2 separate regions of the Zea mays genome follow, and region 1 is linked to region 2. The links are chromatin contacts, called in public Hi-C maps. All regions are on one chromosome and are shown on one strand. Each heading gives the region's core, a stretch centred on a gene start, on an enhancer-like site or on the middle of the called end of the contact. The rest is flanking DNA. Distances are from core to core; before and after follow the strand shown. Region 1 holds the start of LOC541884 (NOD26-like membrane intrinsic protein 2). Region 2 holds the start of LOC100502502 (DCD (Development and Cell Death) domain protein).

Region 1 (2,980 bases), core at 480-2,979, 140 kb before region 2:
TTTGTCTTCTAAAATCGAGTGTGACAGATTTGAACTGCAAGTCACTCGAAAAACAGAAAACAGTGAATGCAAAAATGATATTCATGTTATTTAGCACAAGTTAAGATCTATTTCAGAAACATACCAGAATTTTTAAACACCATGCTCACGAAACATGATCGCAAACTTACAATTCAGTTGTTTTAAAATTGTATAAAACACAAACAAAGTCAAAAAATCATGAAACTTGTTTACATGTCATGATATCATATGTAGAGACTGTGATAAAAATTTGACGTTGTTTCGTGTAAGTTGTCACACACTATGTGTAGACCCGGCAGGTCTCCATAGAAGTTTTATGATTTCATGTGAAGACCGGCTAGGTTTCTACACATAGTGCATGACAACTTTAATGAAATATTAACAATTTTTTGTCAGAGTCTCTACATATGATATCATGATATGTCGATAAATTTCATGATTTTCTAACTTTGTTTGTATTTTATACAATTTTAAACACAACTGGATGGCAAGTTCGCATGGTGTTAAAAAATTCTGGTCTGTTTCTGAAATAGACCGTAACATGTGCTAAATAACATGAATATCATTTTTGCATTCACTGTTTTCCATTTTTTGAGTGACTTGCAATTCAAATCTGAATTATCCGAAGAAATTCAATTAAACAAACTAAATTTAATAGTTATAGCAAACACTTTGATAATTATGCCAAAATTGAATATGTAGGTCTACATTGTAGGAACATACCATAAAAAGTTTGGAAAAAATAAAAAAAAATATACTTTGTCGAGTGTCAATGAAGGACACTCGGCAAAATAATGGTTTGTCGAGTGTTTGTCAGGTAACACTCGACAAATAAGATATTTTGCCGAGTGTCAACGTCTGACACTCGGTAAAGTTAACGGCTGTCAGCTATAGACGACTGTTGATGGCTCTTTGCCAAACATCGTGTTTCACCATGAGCTTGAGACTCGGCAAAGCTTCCTCTGCCGAGTGTCTTCCAATGTTGAGTGCTTTGCCCTCAACAAATTAGATTTATGCCGTGAGTTTTATTTCGTTGGAAGTGGCACGGGACAAAGCATGCTTTTGTCGAGTGCTCTTTAAATTGTACTCGGTAAAGCGCCAAGCACTTGACAAAGAGCCAAATTCGAGTGGTGTACCTGACTTGATATTTGCCTTTAGATCGACGTTGATACGTTGTTTGTTAATGAAACACTATTTTTGCGATCAATAAATTATAGGAATAAATATAGTTATCCCTAAATCCCTAATATAGCTATATATACTTGCTTTGTATGGTGTGTATACATACGTATATTAGATTAAATCTAAAAAAACTGACTTGTCTAAAGGTAAATACAGTTTTTTTGTTCGGAGTGTGCAGATTTTAGGTGAGCCATTGATTTTATATCGGACCAGTTCGTCTTGTGTGGTGTCAGGGTTTAGTTTTAGCACAACTGCACAAGCGGAGCGAGCCCTCCCGTTCCCGGCCGGTTCTGGACTTGCCCTCCGCTCCACCACCGCCGGATCCGTATCGCCCGCGCGCTCCGCAGCCACAAGCGCAAAGGCAGCGCACAGAGCTGTGCCTAGCAGTGCCCACCACCTGCCGTCCCCGTCCACCGGGCCCGGACGCGGACGCCTCGCGGTCTCGCTCGCCCGGCTCTTCCCTCGATCGTCACCCATCTATAAATACCTTGGCCGCGCGCTGCGGAGCTGAGAGCAAGCAAGCACACAGCGAGCACGCACCAGCATCCTTGGCACTTGGCAGCGATCTGCTTGCTTCTCCCAGCGCGCGCGGCCAAGCTAGTAGGGGTCTAGGGGATCGATCAGATATCCACGCCATGGCCGCCGCCTCCACCACGTCGAGGACCAACTCGCGGGTGAACTACTCGAACGAGATCCACGACCTCTCCACCGTGCAGAGCGGCTCCGTCGTCCCCACCTTGTTCTACCCGGACAAGTCCATCGCCGACATCTTCCCGCCGCACCTTGGGAAGAAGGTAACTCATCATCGATGCTATAGCTCCACCTGTCAGCGGCTAGCTAGCTAGCTGAGTTGTCGTCGTACCGGTGATGGTCGACGTCGTACTCGTACGTATGTACAGTACTCACCTGACGTGCGTGCGTATGCAGGTGATCTCGGAGGTGGTGGCGACGTTCCTTCTGGTGTTCGTCACCTGCGGGGCGGCGTCCATCTACGGCGAAGACAACAGGCGCATCTCGCAGCTGGGGCAGTCGGTGGCCGGCGGGCTCATCGTCACCGTCATGATCTACGCCACCGGCCACATCTCCGGCGCGCACATGAACCCCGCCGTCACGCTCTCCTTCGCATGCTTCCGGCATTTCCCATGGATTCAGGTACACCTAGCTCATACAGCCGCTTTTTATCCTAATATATATGTAAATAGTTTGTTTTATTTTGCCCTTTTTTCTTCTCTCTGCTCTTCATATTATTTCGTGTTCGATCTTCCTGCAAACGAAAGTGCAGCTTTTAACGTATTGGCGGCATCATGCATGTTTCGTGTTGGCCGGTCCGCTCTCTTTTCAATCAATTTGTTAATGGGGAGTTCAGTAGGACTTAGTTGTCGACGTGTTTTCGTCATATATAGCCGTGTACGTACTTGGATATATAGCCATGTCAGATTAGGATTAAGCTACGGCATACTCCGGCCCTAGCTCCGTGCCAAAACAAGTGTTACTTTCTGATGCGTGCTGAAAAAAAATTTAGAGCTCGACTAGCTAGGTCTACAAAAAAATATTAATAATACTTATATCTCGAAACAATTTTGTATACGAATATTGATCTATGCACTCAAAAAAAGGGAATAAATATTCAAGACGCGGCAGCATACGTATGCATGCATGCATGGTATAAGACAAAGAAATACTAGAAAGCATGAAATAGGTTGGCGTAGGTGAGCAAGACAGTAGAGGAAAACCAACTATACCAGAGGGTATTACCGAGAGGCGGGTCTACATGACG
Region 2 (3,380 bases), core at 423-2,922:
TGGCATAAATCACCAAAAAGGGGGAGATTGAAAGAGAAATGTGCCCTTGGTCCATTTCTATATTGTTTTGGTGATTAAGTGCCCAACACATTCTTTCTAAGTGTTAAATTGTGCCAAAGATTGAAGAAGTGCAAATCATGTAACAAGGTACGTTTCTAGACTTAGTACATTAATTTGGATACTAATGTATTGTGTCTAAGTGCTGGAAACAGGAGAAAATAGATTGGAAAAAGAGTTGGCTGTGTACAACCAACTGCTGCTCAGTCTGGGTGCACCGGACTGTCCGGTGGTGCACCAGACAGTGTCCGGTGTGCCAGACAAGTCCAAGGTGAACCGGCCGCTCTTGGGACTCGACGGCGGCGTACGACTATAATTCACCGGACCGTCCGGTGGTGCACCGGACTGTCCGGTGAGTCGTCCGCAGCGAAGTCGTCGCTCTCGGGAAAAGTTCAACGACGTACGGCTAAAATTCACCAGACAGTTCGGTGGTGCACCGGACTTTCCGGTGAGCCAACGGCCGCTAGCGCAACGGTCGACCGCCAAATCCGCGGCCGACGCGTGGCCCGCTCCAACGGTCGGCAGGGGGCACCGGACTGTCCGGTGTGCACCGGACAATGTCCGGTGCGCCAACGGGCCCGACGCTGCAACGGTCGGCTCCACCAGATTAAGAAGGAGATCGCGCACCGGACATGAACAGTGGCTGTCCGGTGGTGCACCGGACTGTCCGGTGCGCCACCCGACAGAAGGCAACTTTGGCCTTCCAAGAATGCCTCCAACGACTTCTAGCTGCCTTGGGGCTATAAAAGGGACCCCTAGGCGCATAGAGGAGTCATCCAAGCATACTTTGAGCATTCTAAGTCTTCTACACTCCGTCTTTGCGCACTTGATTGACTTTGTTAGTGATTTGAGCTCTGTTCTAGTAGTGAACTCGCTGTGCTTCATTCGAGCTCAAGTCTTGGCTTGTGTGTGTGCGTATTGCTGCGAATTTGTGTGTGTTGCTTCCCACCCTTACTCTTGTGCTCTCACTTTGATATTTGTTGTAAGGGCGAGAGACTCCAACTTGTGGAGATTCCTCGCAAACGGGAAAAAAGATAAGCAAAGAAGAACACCGTGGTATTCAAGTTGATCATTGGATCACTTGAAAGGGGTTGAGTGCAACCCTCGTCCATCGGGACGCCACAACGCGGAGGTAGGCAAGTGTTATACTTGCCGAACCACGGGATAAACTCGCGTGTCTTTTGTGATTGTTTTTCTGTGATACTTGTGTGGTTGCAAGAGCTCGCTACTTAGCCATTCTAATACTTAACCAAGTTTTGTGGCTATTAGTTATTGAATTTTACAGGATCACTTATTCACCCCCTCTAGGTGCTCTCACACCTCTTAGTTGAAGAAACGAGCGAACATGTGAGCTATAAAAAAGTTGTTGGATTCCTTTTGAACTCATAAATTTCTCGCCATTTCAACAAAGATAAAAGTAATAATTGTTCTTGTCAATTTAATATTTATATATGGATTATATATTTATTTAATATTTTTTATTTTTATTTTTTGGATATTAAATATGGATGTGTGCATTGTAGCGATGAACATCTATATCATAAAGTAGGAGCATTATACTATTTTATTTAAATATAAATAGAGAGCAGGTAGAGGGAATTGAGTGTGAGAAAAGATCGTAACCCTAATCGGACAAAATCGGGCTATCTTCTTCCTATATATCCCGTCGCCGCTGCCTCGGCCGTTTCATGTCCAGGTAAAAGGAAAAATCGCCCCATCCCCTGACTATCACTGGCTCACTGCCCTTCCACCTACAGGTTCCAGGTATGTCGCCCCCTTCCTCGGCCGCTCCGCATAGTAGAGTCATTTCCCACAAGTTCTCTCTCGAATCGGTTAGAATGGTAGGGTTTCCCCCAAAAAATCCCTTGTTAGGGGTACGATTGATTCCCCCAAACTTCGAACCGGTTAGAACCGTAGATTTTTTCCTCAAAAATCCTTGTTAGGAGCACGGTCGATTCCCCTAAAATTCGAATAGGTCAGAACCGTAGAATCCCCCCTCCCAAATTCCTTGTTAGGAGCACGATTCTTCTCTAGATCCGATAAAATCGTAGATCCCCTCCCCGAAAATGTTCGTTTATATGCTTCTATCCAGCCGTGCGCAATAACTGTCGATTGTGGTGGATCCAGGTCTGCTATTCGTTTATATGCTTTGATTCATCCGTGCGCAATAACTGTCGATTTGGTGGATCCAATTCTACTTTTGTGGTAATAATTCTCGTCTCCTCCTCAAATCTGCACCGAGCAGCGGCCATGGTGAAGAAGCCCAACGGTGTCGCCAAGGCCACGGCGACCTCTGCTGACGCGGCAGCCCAGCCATCCAAGGAGAATCCGTCCACCCCTGGGTTGGTCAAGGCCTCGAAGTTTAAGAAGAGAAAGGTCAAGGCCAACCGTGCGAAGCAGGCAGTCGCTGCAGCAGCTATTGACGAGGTCGCCCCTGTAGGTGCAGGCACTGGTGATGGCGATGCATCTGCATCAGCGGCTTTACCGCAACCATCCGATGTTGCCGAGGCATTACTTGTGGTGCAAACGCCAAAGTCAACCACTTTTGCTGAGGCATCACCTGTGGCACAGACGCAGAAGCCAGCCACTGATGCTGAAGGATTGGTGCCTGCACCAATACCAACCACTGCTGTAGCATCAGCTTCGTCGCCAAAGCCAAAACCAGCTCAAGCTAATGCTGATGCTGCAGCTGCAATTTCTGCCAGCAAGGGCAATGGTGTGGGTGCTGATAATAGTAGGGGTGATGGTGAGATGAAGAACAAGAAAGAGAGGGCCATGAGTGACAAGGGGAAGGAGGTTATGGAGGAAGGAGGAAGTAAGGGAAAGGGTAAGGGTAAGGGGAAGAAGGCTGTGGTCAAGAAGGAAGAAAGGGGTGACCGTAAGGTTGCAGGGTTTATATTCATGTGCAATGCAAAGACTAAGAAGGAGTGCTACCAGAGTCGCTTGTTTGGGATGCCTAGTGGGAAGATTGAAATGGTCAAGAAGATTAGGCCAGGGGTCAAGCTGTTCCTGTATGATTTTGACTTGAAGCTTCTGTATGGCGTGTACAAGGCAGCATCACATGGTGGGCTGAACCTTGTCCATGAAGCATTTAATGGGAAGTTCCCTGCACAGGTAATTCTGCTCTTCCACTTCATAGATTTGTTTGCACAGAATGTAGTAATCTGGAATGTATTTTGTTTTGATCGGTTGTATGAGGGATGTGCTAGGATAGGGTTCACATGTGGTTTCAGTGTGATAAAGAATAGTGGAGATGAGTATATATGTTCTGCTGGGGCAATGGCATGCATGGATTATAGGTATTGGTGAACTTGTAAAGCATT

Evidence for each region. A called contact is a pair of places that touch in the nucleus more often than the background predicts.
Region 1: a Hi-C map of leaf shows a contact between it and region 2, with 3 times the contacts expected there. The contact joins the promoter of LOC541884 here to the promoter of LOC100502502 in region 2. A contact is called at or near these places in 5 of 25 Hi-C or Micro-C datasets (bundle sheath, ear, leaf and 2 more).

Annotation. Positions count from the first base shown.
Region 1 is chr6:123,756,889-123,759,868 of Zm-B73-REFERENCE-NAM-5.0, reverse strand. LOC541884 (NOD26-like membrane intrinsic protein 2) reads left to right here and starts at 1,729. Exons shown (of 5, transcript NM_001111550.1): 1 at 1,729-1,997; 2 at 2,131-2,355. The coding sequence starts at 1,839.
Region 2 is chr6:123,619,942-123,623,321 of Zm-B73-REFERENCE-NAM-5.0, reverse strand. LOC100502502 (DCD (Development and Cell Death) domain protein) reads left to right here and starts at 1,672. Exons shown (of 5, transcript NM_001196980.1): 1 at 1,672-1,753; 2 at 2,303-3,171. The coding sequence starts at 2,308.